Linked DNA regions of Mus musculus: all the other regions are linked to region 3. Evidence: chromatin contacts called from public HiChIP or PLAC-seq and promoter capture Hi-C data. All regions are on one chromosome and are shown on one strand. Each heading gives the region's core, a stretch centred on a gene start, on an enhancer-like site or on the middle of the called end of the contact. The rest is flanking DNA. Distances are from core to core; before and after follow the strand shown.

Region 1 (4,685 bases), core at 1,012-3,511, 2.4 Mb before region 3:
CCATCTTCCAGCCACATATGTAGGTAAAACAATTGTATGCATAAAAATAAACTATTTTTTAAAATTCACAAAGAAAAAGTATCCCCCTAAAAAGATCCTCTGACATCAGAGCTCAGTGGTAAAGAATACCTGAGGCCCTGGGTCCAAGTCCTAAAACCATCAGGTAAAATTGCTTGCTACCAAGCCCGACAACCCGAGTTTGATCCCAGGAGCCCATGTGAAAGGACCTACAGACAGAAGCATGCACAAACCAACACCTATACATGCTCACAAAAGATGGCTCAGCAGTTAAGAGCACTTGTCTCTCTTCCAAAAAAACCCTGGCTCTTCCTAGCTCCTACATGGTTGCTCACAAACGTTAACTCCAGTTCCAGAAGATCTAGTGCCCTCTTATGGTCTCAGAGGGCATCAGGCATTGCAAGTGGTGCAAAGGTATACATGTAAGCAAAATACAAATATACACTTAAAGTAAAAATAAAATCGGGGGGGGGGGGGGACACACCTGAAATTAGCATTCTAGAAGCAAGACAACTGTGTCATTTCCCAATTGGCATTACTATAACAACACTAATGTGCTAAAAACACCATGCTAAACAAATCCAAATACAGGTCTAATTCTGTTTCCACCAATGAGAAAATCCAAAGTCACACTGAATAAAAAGATTTCATCTCCATTCATTATGGATCTTTCACAAAATTAATTTAACTTTCTTCATTTTATTATTTGATTTGTTGGTTTATTGTTTTTTTGAGAAAGGATCTCTATAGTCCTGGCTGTCATGGAGTTTGATATGAAGACCAGGATGGCTCTGAACTTACAGAGATCCTCCTGCCATTGCCTCCTGAGTGTTGGGATTAAAGACACGGACCACCATGCCCAACTTTCTTAATTTTAAAACTTCTATCTGCTGTGGTATCCTGTTAAACTTTCTGAGAATGAAAACTTGAAAAAATTAAGGGATAAATAATTTGCCAACTAATTAATCCATTAAGCCCTGATGGCTTGTCCTGAAGTAGACAAGACAAATGCACAGGAAATGGAAGCAAAGTGAGTCTCGGGCTAGAGCTCTGGCTCTCAAGCCTGGACGTCTGCATTGGAGTCCCAGTTGTATTGTCTTGCTAGTTGTGTGCCCTCATTCAAGATAAACTTCCTTGCTTGCTGCCTCATGTAATAAAAGTGACAAAAATATATAATGTACCTGATATTTACCTCATGGGGAAACTGTGCAAGTTAAGTATCTTAGTGCATATAAAGCACTCAGCACATAAGCAGCCAATATTTATCACAATGATGCTCAACTTGGGAAAGAGCTCCCTCTTGCACCACAGAATTACACTACACATTCTTAAACTGTCCCCAAAGGCACAAGTCCTCGGCCATCTCCATCCCAAAAGATAAAGAACCGCTTTTTGTTGGAGATGCTGGGAAGCGAATACAGGGCTTGTTAATGCTAGGCAAGAGCTTTACCATGAAGCTACACCCCAACTCCTGAAAGCACTTTTCCGAAGACTAGGGTCCCCGAAATCTCCATAAATAAATTCTGACCTAAGCTACGTTAAAGACTAACGTTAGTTTTTTGCTTCACGCACTTATCAAGTTAGAACCTCAAAACATTTATCAAATTAGAACCTCAAAAACCTGGGGGGGGGTTGTTTGTTTGTTTACACAAGTTTATCAGTGCAGCATTATAAACTCCAGTTACACTTTCACATTCCTGGTTTGGGGAAGCCAATCCCGAGAAAGACTAGCTATTAATCTGCCCAAGGTCAACCAAAGAATTCTGAAGGTAAGTAACGGAAACCACCTCTCTGGACCCCGCAAACCCTAGGCTATAAACCCGGACTAAGAGAGCCCCGGGAGGTGCTTTGTTGAGCTAGGTCCCGGGCCCGCCAACCTCGAAGCCTTACCTCTTTGGGGTCTCCAGATCCAGTGAGCATCTTTCGTTCGTCCTCTAGTCCCATGTCGGGAGCCGGTTTGGGATCCAACAAGCGCAACCAGAGTAGTACTCCACTTCAGGTTTAAGAAGGACTAGTAAGGGTCACTCGACGGATATCCGGCGACCTGGCCGGAAGTGCGGCATACTCCTCGTAGTCCCGAACACACGCACAAATTGGGCTGTACTACTCGCTAGCTACGAGACGTAGGGGGAGCTGCTATATACGCCTGCAAAGAATTTGCTAAGAAACATCCTTTCGGTCACTTCTTGCCCAAATGTGTTGATCTACAGTATTTTTCCAAGTAGTATTCCCTAAGATACTTGAGTCATCTGCTCCTCTGTTTGACGATCTTTTAATGTTGTTTCTGTTCTTCCCCATATCCCTTATGGAGCGGTCCTAAAAGCTGACCTCTTCAAGATGGCGGCCCGCGGGTGTCATTCTCGGGCTCGCGCACCTCCCCAAGATGGCGGCGCCCGAGGCCTGGCGCGCCCGGAGTTGCTGGTTCTGTGAGGTAGCGGCAGCAACGACCATGGAGGCCACGTCCCGGGAGGCGGCGCCAGCGAAGAGCTCGGCCTCGGGCCCCAGCGCTCCCCCCGCCCTGTTCGAGCTGTGCGGGCGGGCAGTGAGCGCCCATATGGGGGTTCTGGAGAGCGGGGTGTGGGGTAAGTCGCGGAGTGAGGGGCGACCTCCGGCAGCGAGCGGGGGCGGCCCGGCGGCCAGGGGGCGCGGGGGGCGAGGCCGAGAGGCCCGGGGCCAGGCCCAGCTGGGAGCCCCGGGAGTTCGATGGTGGAGTCGGAACAGAAATTCCGTGACTGACAGGGCGGGACGGAGTGAAGCCTGAGACCGAGGGAGCCGGTGAAGCCGAGCCGCGGCTCGCCTGGGGGGCGCGGGGGGCGAGGCCAGAAGGCCCGGTACGGGGCAGAGCTGCCAGGGCCCTAGCGACGGGGGCTGGAGTAGCAGGCCGGAGCCACAGGCTCGGAACTGACACTGGGCTGGACCGGACTGAACGGAGGATTCTCGGATCTCGAACCGACGGGGCAGGGATGGCCGGGCTGCCCCGGGGCAGGGACCGACTTTGGCAGGCCCGACCCGAGGCAAGGAGGCCAGGCCCGCAGCCACCTGCGCTGCCGGCCCGGGGCCTCCGCTGTCCGCCGGGCACACCACCGGTACCTGGACTCCGGGAGCCCCGCGGATGGGCGGGGTGGGACAGCCCAGTGGAGAGCGAGCGAGGGACCGGAGTCGCGGGGAGAAGCCGAAAAGGCTGGGAGCGCCGTGGCCTGTTTGACGGCCCGAGCGAGGGCTGAAGGGAGCGCACCGACGCCCCAGACCTCGCTGCTAAACTGAGCTGCGGGTCTGCCCGCCGAGCAGGTAGCGCCGGTGGCCTTCTGGATGGACCGGGGCGGTGGTGGAGAAGGTAGGAAAGTGAGTGGAGGGCTCCGGGAGACGCTCCGTAAGCACGGACAGGCTCGGGAGACCGGCCGGCGGGAAGGGCCGAAGAGGCCTCAGGCCGGGCAGGGGCCAGGGTATCCCGGACTGCGGAGCTAGAGTCGGGTGAGACGCGTCATGGGGAAGAGGCCTTGGGCCGAATAGGAGGGAGCCGAGGCCTTAGTTGTGAGAGCGGCCGGTACGGAGGGGCTGGACCCGGCTAGACAGTCCGCTCCGCTCCGGTGTGAGCCAAGGCCTTCTGCTCCCCGACCAGATGGCAAGGAGGCCCTGCTGGAGGAGGATACCGCAGGCCAGCGGCCTGGCAACTTAAGCGGGGAAAGGGTCCACGACGTGAAAAGTGAGAGTAGAGAGTTAAAGAGAAAGTTAGGGCCTTCAGGGGAGACAAGGGAGGGAGGCCATGGGCCTGACAGAATTGGTGCTAGTGGAGTAGGGTCAGGCTGAAGTTGGATGAGATCACAGGTCGGGCCAGACGGAAGGTGGAGGAGGAGAGGGTAACATCAGAGGAGGCTCCTGGCCTTGGAGTGTGCAGGGGATGTGCCACCGGGACTATCCAAGGTGGTGGTGACATCTTTGCCAGAAGGCAGGCCCTGGTCCGTTAAGAACTGAGAGTGAGGGTTTTGTTAAGCCCCAGGAGGTGGGTTTGCAGGATTGCTGCCCCAGAATAGGTTGTAAGGCCTTAGAGTGGCCAGCACTGCTGAGAAGGCCCAAGCGCCTTCCAGGAGGTGGGGGTGGGGGAGAAGAGATGGATAAGAAGTCCTCAGGCCCTGTGTGAGCAGAGGAGATTGTGGAGGCCCCGTGCCAAGCTGCGCAGAAAAAGGTCAGGCTGACCCTATGGTGAATGGAAGGAAAGGCCTCCCTGGGGTTGAACAGGGGCTCAGAGAAGTCCTGGAAATGTGGCAGCCTGTTATCAGCCTGGAGAGTCTTTAGATGCTGATCTTGGCTAGAAGAGGAGTTGGGTGTTAATGGAGGCCCTGACTTGCAAAGAGGAAGCATTTAAAAGGAAAAAAGTACGGCTGGAAGCAAGCAAGGAACCTGTCTTAAGAATAAAGGAACAGTAGACTTTGTAGTTTGAAGAGATGAGAATTCCTGTGAGAGGTGTGAGAGGGGATTGCTAAGCAGGAGGGAGCAGAGTCCAAAGGAAAAGGGGGAAGCTCTGAAGGCATGGCTTTTCTTTCTGTGTACTCATCACTACTTCATTGTTCCCAGTTGAGAAGAGACAGGAGAACCTGCAGTGGGCTAGATCCAGTAAATAGCCACCCAGTCAGTAAGAACTTGACTCTGTAAGAACTTTTAGAGGTGCC
Region 2 (5,094 bases), core at 15-2,514, 2.4 Mb before region 3:
CTTCTAGAGGGACAGTGGGGCCCTCGGTGAGAAATGGATGCAGGGGTTAGAGGTCTAGTTTCCACAGATCGGTGAGCAAGGGGAGGTGAAATTGCAAGGCCAGGTCTCAGGGGCCGATGGGTAAGAAGAGGTGAAATGATGGAGTAATTTCCCTGGGACCCTGGCATAAGGGGAGTCGAAATCACCGGGCCTGTCTCCAAGGTTATATGAGTAAGTTCAGGGGAAGTTACTGGGCTGGCTCTAGGGGCCTGATGAATGAGAGGTGGGGAAGTCACATAACAAAGACGCGGACTTGGAGGGCATGAACGCTGAGATTCTGGGGAATCAATATAGTTGCAACATAGGTTCCGCTGATGAGGAGAGGGTGACCCCTGAAGGCTGAATCGGTCAAAACAAGGAGAGGATGAACCAGCTGGCTCTTGTCTGTACAGCCTTCCTAGGAGTGGAGAAAAGGGTTCAAAGGGGCACCTCTCCGGTGGGGGTGGGGAGGAGAGGACTGGGGGCGGAGGGGGCGGGGTGGGGATCCGTCGAGGTAAGCACGGAGAAGAAATGGTGAGGCAAGAGAAAGGTTCTCTAGAGTAAGGGGGGTTGGTGAATCTGTTGCCTGCATTTGGAGAAAGGCCAGCATTACAGGAAAGGTGGTCGTTGAAGTCTTTCCCGGGCGCCACAGGCACCTCGAGAGTGAGAACAGGGGTGAATCCTTTCCTGCAGGACGACGGAGACTCAGGAGGGAAGGAGTAGTTGTTAGGGCAGTCTGCTTGAGGTGAAGTTGAAGGGGCTGAAATTTTAAGGAGGAAAGGAGGGGAAGAGTTCATGGGACTGGAGGGGAAGGGTAAGAGGGAGGAAAGAAAAGGAAAAAGAAGGGTGGGAAGGGCAAGATAAAAGTAAGCAAGAAAAAGTAACATGAGGCGATGTAACGTCACCGAATGAAAGCTCAGGCCGTGACTTAACAGAGAGGGGCGGAGTCAGGGGGCTGCTTACGCAACAGGAAGAGGCTTGTGGTTAATAAAAGGACAGGCAGGCGTGAGACAAGAGCTCCAAGAAGGTTACGGTCCCTGGAGTTCATGTCCCGAATGCAACTGTGAGTGACGGGAAACGCAAGGGCTGGATAAGTCTCCCTCTAATGTCAGACCTTACCCATTTCTTCTTATATCGATATCTCCGCGGGACCGGCGTGAAGTCCACGAGCTTCAGCAGCTTCCGAACACATCTTAAGACGGGCGCAGCCATGTCAACTAACAACGCCAATAATTCCGACTGAAACTGCAGCTGCGCTCTCGCGGGTTCCGGGAAGGATTGAGGGCTGCTTAGAATATCAGCGGCAGACAGGGCGGGGCTAGGCTTGCGGCGCCCCCAGGGCTCCGCCTACCTCCACACCCCACCCACCAGAATCCTCGGGGCGCACACGAAGCGGTGGCTGTGCTAGAGCATCTAAAGGAGCTCCTAGGAAGTTGCAGGGAAGGCCTTCTGGGCTCAACCTGCATGGAGAAAGCTGCCGAGGTAGAACGAAATTAGAGCAGACTATAGACAGAAGCGGAATTGCTAGGAAGCCATAGAAGCCAGTTTCAAGATCTTCCTTTTAGACGGTTCTTTTCAAGACTCGGTACCTAATTTTGTGTTCTTTCTGAGACTATCAAATTGACTACGCCGCTTAGGATCCAAGAAGAAAGGGGGTGATCACTATTTTTAGAAATGATCGTTTGGCTGAGCAGAGTGGCATATGTCTTTATTCCAGCACTTGGAAGGCAGAAGCAGACGGATCTCTGTGAGTTCCAGGCCAAGCTTGGTTTTCATAGCTACAGGTCAGACAGCTTTTCTGTAACCTTACATTTATTCTTATAATGTATTGCCACCCACCATATAGTATAATCAGCTAAGTCGTAATTTTTTAAAAATGTTAAGTATGTCAAACTGATCTCTGGAAGTTGTGGGGCAGCCAACGTCTTTGAATTAGTGAGCTCCAGATTCCATGAGACCATCTGAAGACGTGTGGTGTTGACCTGCAGCTGCCATTCATAGACCATATGCACATATGCATGAACATATACAAACATATAACACACTCTTTTCTTTTCCTTTTGATTTTTGAGACAAGATCTCACTACATAGTCGTGGCTGGCCTATAACTCTCTATGTACACCAGGCTAGCCTGGAAATTATACCTGCTTGCTTCCGTCTCCCAAGGGCTGGGATTAAAAGGGTGTGCCCAAACTGTAACTCATACAAATATAGAATGAGCACCTGCCAAAAATTGTACTCATCATCCAAGTCACATACGTATCTGTCATTATCTTTTTTTTTTTTTTTTTTTTTTTTTTTTGGTTTTTCGAGACAGGATTTCTCTGTATAGCCTTGGCTGTCCTGGAACTCACTTTATAGACCAGGCTAGCCTCGAACTCAGAAATCTGCCTGCCTCTGCCTCCCAAGCGCTGGGATTAAAGGCATGCGCCACCACCGACTGGCTATCTGTCATTATCTTAAACAATAAAAGTAAAATAAGACTTAAACAAGTGAGAATTTGAGTTTCAAAATTTTAGTGAGCCAAATGAGGCCACGATGGCACATGTCCTTTTGTTTCTTTTTTTTTTTAAGAATTTTTTTTTTAAGATTTATTTATTATTATATGTAAGTACACTGTAGCTGTCTTCAGACACTCCAGAAGAGGGAGTCAGATCTCATTACAGATAGTTGTGAGCCACCATGTGGTTGCTGGGATTTGAACTCAGGACCTTTGGAAGAGCAGTCAGTGCTCTTAACCGCTCAGCCATCTCACCAGCCCCTTTTGTTTTGTTTCTTGATTTATTTATTCACTTTACATCCCAATCACTACCCCTTTACCAACTCCCCTCCCACAATGCCTCCCCCATTCCCTCTTCTCCTCCTAGAGGGTGGAGGTCCCCCCCCAGCTATCTCCCCACCATGGCACATCAGGTCTGCTTGGCAAAACGTATCCTCTCCCATTGAGGCCAGACAAGGCAGCCCAGCTGGAAGAACATATCCCACAGACAGGCAATAGCTTTTGGGATAGTCTCTGCTCCAGTTATTTGGGACCCACATGAAGACAGAGCTGCACATCTTCTACATATGTGCGGGGAGGCCTAGGTCCAGCTCGTGTATGTTCTTTGGTTGGTGGTTCAGTCTCTGAAAGTCCCAAGGGTCCAGGTTAGTTGACTCTGTTGATCTTCCTGTGGAGTTCCTATTTCCTTTGCAGACAAAGGTTCATATCTTTAATCCGTGAGCTCCTGGAGTCTGAGTCAGGTGGATCTCTTTGAGTTAGAGACCAGCCTGTTCTGCAGCGAGTTGAAGGTCAGCTAGGGATATATAGTGAAAACTGTCTCAATTTTTGTTGTTTTTGTTTGTTTGTTTGTTTGTTTGTTTTTTGCTGTTAATGTAATCAGAGGAATGTAGTGAGAATTTTGGTTTCTTTGAAAAACCCAGAAATATGGGAATATATTCTTATTTTAACCTCAAGTGTGGGACATGGGGCTGCTTCATATTGTCCACAGCAGCTATGATTTGCCTCATGCTATAGCAGGGGTGTGATTTTGCCAGGAGCAGATAATTTATGTGATTGTGTGACATTTGGAATTCTGGGGACTTTTCAGAGGGTATATAAATGCTAAGGCCCCTAGAGGCATGGTGAGTAGTTGTGTAAAACCCTGACCCTCAGTCAGTGATACTTACTTCAAGATGCCTCTGAGTGAGACACCGAGATGTAGATTGATACAAAAGCAAGAGGTTTATTTTCCAGTGCATTAGGGTCACCCCTCAATCAGTCACAAAGAGAGTGACAAGAAGTAGACCCTGAATGGCTATTACAAGCAGTTTTTATACATTTTAGGGTTAAAGGTTACATCAGCAAGGTTACAGTTATTGGTTAAGCATATTGACCTTTAAATCTATTGGCTAGCAAGCATGGCATGCATTTGAATGTCTACCTGGGACTTTCCAGAGGGTGAGGTGACTGTCAATACATTTGGAGAATTTTTACTCAAGAATGTTCCTGTGGGTGAAGAATGGAACTTGGCCTAGCCTGAACCCCAAGCAGGAGGGAGAAACTGTAATGAGGATGTGGGACTGGAACAGTCCTGAGGGGTTTCTGGTGGTTAAATAATTGTCCATAGAAGTAGAAGGAATTAGATATACTGCTAGAGAAGATCAAACTTGCCCCAGGGAACTTGATCTGCCTAATCAGCAGAAAATAGTCTAATGATAATATTGTCCCCCTTTCCTTTCTATCTTTTTTCTCACCTATCTAGTATTAGGGGATTGGAAGACTAGAATAAGGGCTGAGAAGGATGGAAGAACCCACAAAGTGCCCAAAGTCTGACTACAGAGGGATGCTGAAATGACTTTGCTACTAGTTGCAGAATTGTAATATCCTGAGTATTAAATTGTAATGTGTATGTGCTGGAGAGATGGCTCAGTGGTTTAGAGCACTGACTGCACTTCCAAAGGTCCTGAGTTCAATTCCCAGCAACCACGTGATGGCTCACATCCATCTATAATGGGATCCAGCCCCATCTTCTGGTGTGTCTGAAGACAGCTACAGTGTACTCATATACATAAAATAAATAAATATTTTTTTAAAAAGTAGTATATAGTTTAGTAGAATGCTTTCTTAGCATGCATATATTGAGGCCCTAGGTTTGATCCCTCATACTGACAAAATCAGTAACAACAACAAAACCCTATAATGTTTGCAATGGCCTTTTCTAGTATATGGAAATTAACTCTGCCAAGGACCACCCACCCTTAGCTTGGAGAGGGATTCTGAGAAAGGGGTGTTTAGAAGTGGTAAAAACAACTCAAAGTCAAATCCTGGGTCCAAGCTGACAACCTATGTTCTGATGGAAACAGCTTTCCAGCCTGCTTTTTCTCTGTTCTGCTTTCTCTGAAGATCTCCAAGCATCTCTCCACTCTCCCTCTACACAGCTTTCTCTTGCTATTCTCTGCTCAAGACAGTTCTCCAAGCAGTTCTTTCTTTGGTGTTCTACAAAAGTCTCTGGGTAGCTCATCTCTTACAGATCATAAACCCAGTCTTTTATTTAATATATCAATCCAGTCATTTACTCCAGGTTCCCTTTTGACTAT
Region 3 (4,743 bases), core at 1,032-3,531:
TGCCTAACACCCAGCACCTGCCCTGTAACCTGACATCTCCGTCTCGCCCTGGCTGCTCCTCCTCCACCATCTCCTGGAGACTCCCTCCTGGTGACCTCACCTCTTTTCCCACCCATCTTAAACTCTCCTCCCCAGCTACAGGTTGATCAGCTCTTTATTAGCCAATCAGAGGTGATAACAATTTTCAAACAACTCCAAGACAGGAGCTGCTTCAATAATCGTGACGATGCTGGAAGGCACCCAGCTCTCTGGGCACAGTAGTCATCATCTATTATGAATACTCAGTGGACAAAACCATCTCTCAACTCTAAGTGTCACAATTAAACTCAACCCCGCCTTGTCCTCTCCTCTTAGTAGTCCCTCGTTTATAGCTGAGTGTCTGTAAAGACCTCAGCTCAAATGCTTTCTCACCTTGACAGCGCCTTGATGTTGAGTGAATGTTTGCAGGGGAGCCCATCCACTTTCTCCAGGACCACTAGGCCACACGTTGACAATGTTATCATTGCCACCACTTGCCAGATGTCGTCCATCTGGGGCCCAGCGAAGCCCACATACTTCCTGGCTATGGCCACTCAGTGTGGCCACATGGTGTTCTGCTACCCGAACATCATGGTGGTGGATGTGGCCAGACCGTGAACCACTGAGAGAAGAAGAGATTTAGTTCCGGATGGCAGAAACCGGAAAGGTTCTGCTATAGACTGGGAAAAACACCGACCTGGATAGGATATAGCTGTTCCAACTGAGGGAGCTTACTCGAGCGGAGTGACTGGTCATGTTTCGAAGTCGTTTCTGCTGCTGCACATCCCAGAGCTGCAGAGGAATGACCACAGGGTCACAGATGTAAGGTGGGCAAGCTCCCCCCTGAGCCCAGTGACCACAGAGCCACAATACAGGCAACCAGGCTCACCTGGACCTCAGCATTGCTGGTGCCTACAGCTAGGTAGTTGCCCTCCTTGATCCAGGCCACCGAGGATATGTAGTCTCCAGGCTGCTCCATTTGCAACAACTGCAGGATGTCACCAGAACCAGCGTTCCATAAGTACACACTGTTGTCCAGTGCCACAGCCAATACATTTCCAGAGCTCCAATCTACAAGATTCAGGTCTGCCAGGGGAAGGAAGAAAACATGAGGTCCTTTGTTGGACTGGTCCATTCCTAGGCCATCTTTCTCCATCCGCAAAGACAACAGTGCACTCACAGTAGTCATTCCGGATTTCGGGGGCATCAAGGATCCTGTCTGGCAGAGAAGGGATGTATCTGCAAGTCTTCCTGCTGGAGCCAGGCGTGGCTTTCTGACTGTACAGTACTTTCAGTCTGTTCTGGTAGCCTGTGGCAAGAGAGTGGGTCTAGACTTGGAAACTGATACCCATCCACATGTGGAAAAGCAGCCACATGTCTCCCCTTAGGAAGGACTGACACCAGCCTCGATGATGTCACTCACTCCTTACCTTCTGGGGCATTCTGAGGTTTGCCGCTGAGCCTGAGGATCTTGGCTTCCTCCACATCAAAACCGTTCAGGTTGAGAGACCAGGCTTTCTGATGCTCCTGAAATACACGGCAAGTGAGGGGAGGAAGACCGGTATCAGCCAGGGGACAGACACCTCAAGTCTCATGACCCCTGTGGAATCATACCTTTTTGGTGGGCGTCCCCCTGTCTTCCGGCTGGTTTTCCTTGCTTAAGAGGAAGCTGGCCACCTCCATTTGAGAAGCACTGCGTTGGGGGATAAAGCGGTCACCTCCAGGTTTGCTAGGGGTGGTCTGAACCTTGGAACTAGATTTGCCTGGGGGCAGGGAGAGAGAAGTCAGACAGCCTGACGAGGCTCCCGGAGGGAGCATGAAGACGGACTCTCAGCGATTCCAGCTCCCTCCACCCACTCACCAGGAGTTCGGCCCGGGGTCCGCCCGGCGCTGTGTGATCTGTTGGCGGCCCGCATGGGCGAGGGGGCTGGGCCTGTGGCTTCCTTTGCTTTGCGCTGCCAGCGCGCAACCGGGGCATTGGGGATGGGTGCGTCCAGTTGAAGCAGTGAGTGCAAATCGCTCTCGAACACGAACTGCGCCATGGCACCGCTACCGGGGCGAAAGGCGACCAAGCGCGATCCTCGCCGGGCTCCTGGGCTCCGCCTGCCACAGCTCGCAGCAGCCCGGTCCCTCTCCGTACTCAGCTCTCCCGAACACAAACCCCCAGCTCCTCGCAGCGCGTCAGTGCGCCTGCCGAACGCGTTCTTTTCCAGACAAGCTAAGGACACGCCGGACTGTTGTTCTTAAACTCTCCGCTGCTAGCGTTCATTGGCTCCTTCAAAACCCAACTGTCTTAACCGTCGCCCTTGCCGATTGGTCGCTACACTGAAGAGGGCCGGGTCTTCCGGGAGCAAATCTCACGAGAGTGCGACGACCAAGCATTTGGAAGGAAATCCCGAACCCATCTCTGGGAGCCTTCGTCCCTGCCCGAATCGGAGCCCGAATCGGAACACGGGGGCGGGTCCCGCACAGTTAGTCCTCGGGATCCGCTCTCTGCCGGCCATCTCTCTGGGTTGGGCCCGGCAGTTAGAGCATCTGGGAATCTTTGAAAGGTCACATCGAAGCCTGTGGGTGGTACTTAGGTCACACGTTCACACATACACACATTCTCTCTCTCTCTCTCTCTCTCTCTCTCTCTCTCTCTCTCTCTCTCTCTCTCTCTCTCTCTCTCACACACACACACACACACAGAGAGAGAGAGAGAGAGAGAGAGAGAGAGAGAGAGAGAGAGAGAGAGAGAGAGAAACTCAACCTCAACCCGGAGGACCCAGTTGGTTAGAGACGGTGGGGAGGTGGCAGTCTGAATGGGGAGGGCGCCTGAAACCCTGCTAGGAAGGAAGTATGCGGACCAGTGTGGGGTTCTGCAAACACAAAGTGAGAGGAAGGGGTGTGTGTGTCAAAACAATGATCAGAATTCCAGCCTTTCGTCGTGAAGATTAGGTTAGGCTGTTCTTGGGGACATCACATCCTGTGGAGGACTCCCGTGGGACTTAGGATTCTTCAGAGACCTAGAGATCTCCTTACCCCCGTTGCACATAATCTGCCAGAGCGACACCCATTTTGTTTGTTTCAGACAAGGGTCTCACTATGCAGTCCGGGCTGGCCTGGAATTCACCTTGTAGAAAAAACTGCCCTGGATCTCAGAGATGCGGTGGAATTTAAGGCGTGTGCCACCACGCTGGGCCAAGAACCTGGTTATGCTGATAGAAAAACCAAGGTGCAATACAAGAAATTAGCCCAAGGTCATAAAAAGAGGTTGGTAAGAATCCAGGTCTGGGGCCTGGAGAGATGCCTCAGTTAGAACTTCTTGCTCTTCCACGGGAAGAAAATTTGGTTTTGTCAGGCAGCGCACAACTACCTCTAACTCCAGCTCCAGGGCATCGATGCCCTCTTATGGAACCAGCATACAGATGGCACACAAACACACCCCTCCTCCCCGATAAAAATAAATTATTTTAAAGCGGAAAGGAGGTTAGAAAGATGATGGCTTAGCTGTTATCGCTAGATGCTCTTCCAGATTACCTAGGGTTCAGTTCCCGGCGCCCAATATAGGTATTCAAGATCTATTACTGTAGTCCCAGGGGATCCAGTGCCTTCCCTGGCCTCTGCCAGCATCAGGTGTGCATGAGGTATACAGACATAGATGTAGGCAAAACACATACACACTTTAAAAAAAAAAAAGTGGCCCTTTGATCTCTGCACCCACAGCGCACCTCTTCCTTCTGGTGACAATAAAAAACATTAAAAAAAAAAAAAAAAAGCGCCGGGCGTGGTGGCGCACGCCTTTAATCCCAGCACTTGGGAGGCAGAAGCAGGCGGATTTCTGAGTTCGAGGCCAGCCTGGTCTACAAAGTGAGTTCCAGGACAGCCAGGGCTACACAGAGAAACCCTGTCTCGAAAAAAAAAAATAAATAAATAAATAAATAAATAAATAAATGGCAGACTCTGAATTGGTCAGTCTAAATTCTTTTTTCAAAAAAAAAAAAAAAAAAAAAAAAAAAAAAAAAGCGCCAGGCAGTGGTGGAGCACACCTTTAATCCCAGGACTTGGGAGGCAGAGGTAGGTTGATCTCTGAGTTCGAGGCCAGCCTGGTCTACAAAGTGAGTTCCAGGACAGCCAGGGCTATACAGAGAAACCCTGTCTCGAAAAACCAAAAACAAAAAAAGGAAGGATCTAGGATCTAGGTGACTCCCATTTAGTGCAGGGCTTTAGTGACTTACATGAATATGCACAAAGGTAAAACAACATTAATACAAATAATAATTACTAGTTGATCATCTGCTAACTACTGCATTAAAACAGTTTACGTACATATTTTGGAAACACACTCTCATGTAGCCAGGCTGGCCTTGAACTCCACATAGTTTAGGAAGACCTTGAACTTTTTAAGATTTATTTTATTATTATATGTAAGTACACTATAGTTGTCTTCAGACACTCCAGAAGAGGGAGTCAGATCTTGTTACGGGTGGTTGTGAGCCACCATGTGGTTGCTGGGATTTGAACTCTGGACCTTCGAAAGAGCAGTCAGGTGCTCTTACCCACTGAGCCATCTCACCAGCCCTTCTTTTTCCTTCTTCTTCTTTTTTTTTTTTTTTTTTTTTTTTTTTTTTTTTTTTTTTTTGAGACAAGGTTTTGTGTAGCACTGGTTGTCCTATAACTCACTGTGTAAACCAGGCTGACCTCGAACTCAAATGTGTCTGCCTTCGGAGTGCTGGGATTAAA

What was found. HiChIP or PLAC-seq counts read pairs in DNA pulled down with a chosen protein or histone mark. Capture Hi-C pulls out chosen DNA fragments and counts their contacts.
Region 1: a contact with region 3 is called in a promoter capture Hi-C map of adipose tissue, with 2.4 times the contacts expected there. The contact joins the promoter of Lrrc41 here to the promoter of Cdc20 in region 3. A contact is called at or near these places in 2 of 39 promoter capture datasets (erythroid cells and pre-B cells) and 3 of 9 other capture datasets (adipose tissue, liver and macrophages).
Region 2: an H3K4me3 HiChIP or PLAC-seq map of embryonic midbrain shows a contact between it and region 3, with 11 times the contacts expected there. The contact joins the promoter of Nsun4 here to the promoter of Cdc20 in region 3. A contact is called at or near these places in 3 of 39 promoter capture datasets (hippocampal neurons, liver and pre-B cells), 1 of 115 datasets of contacts at active chromatin or transcription factors (embryonic midbrain) and 2 of 9 other capture datasets (adipose tissue and liver).

Annotation. Positions count from the first base shown.
Region 1 is chr4:116,073,008-116,077,692 of GRCm38.p6, forward strand. It overlaps Lrrc41 (leucine rich repeat containing 41), which reads left to right and starts at 2,262. Exons shown (of 10, transcript NM_153521.2): 1 at 2,262-2,600. The coding sequence starts at 2,402. It overlaps Uqcrh (ubiquinol-cytochrome c reductase hinge protein), which reads right to left and starts at 2,063. Exons shown (of 4, transcript NM_025641.3): 1 at 1,909-2,063. The coding sequence starts at 1,962.
Region 2 is chr4:116,052,547-116,057,640 of GRCm38.p6, forward strand. It overlaps Nsun4 (NOL1/NOP2/Sun domain family, member 4), which reads right to left and starts at 1,265. Exons shown (of 6, transcript NM_028142.5): 1 at 1,138-1,265. The coding sequence starts at 1,230.
Region 3 is chr4:118,435,062-118,439,804 of GRCm38.p6, forward strand. It overlaps Cdc20 (cell division cycle 20), which reads right to left and starts at 2,282. Exons shown (of 10, transcript NM_023223.2): 1 at 1,880-2,282; 2 at 1,633-1,781; 3 at 1,449-1,545; 4 at 1,199-1,327; 5 at 908-1,104; 6 at 716-810; 7 at 412-640. The coding sequence starts at 2,060.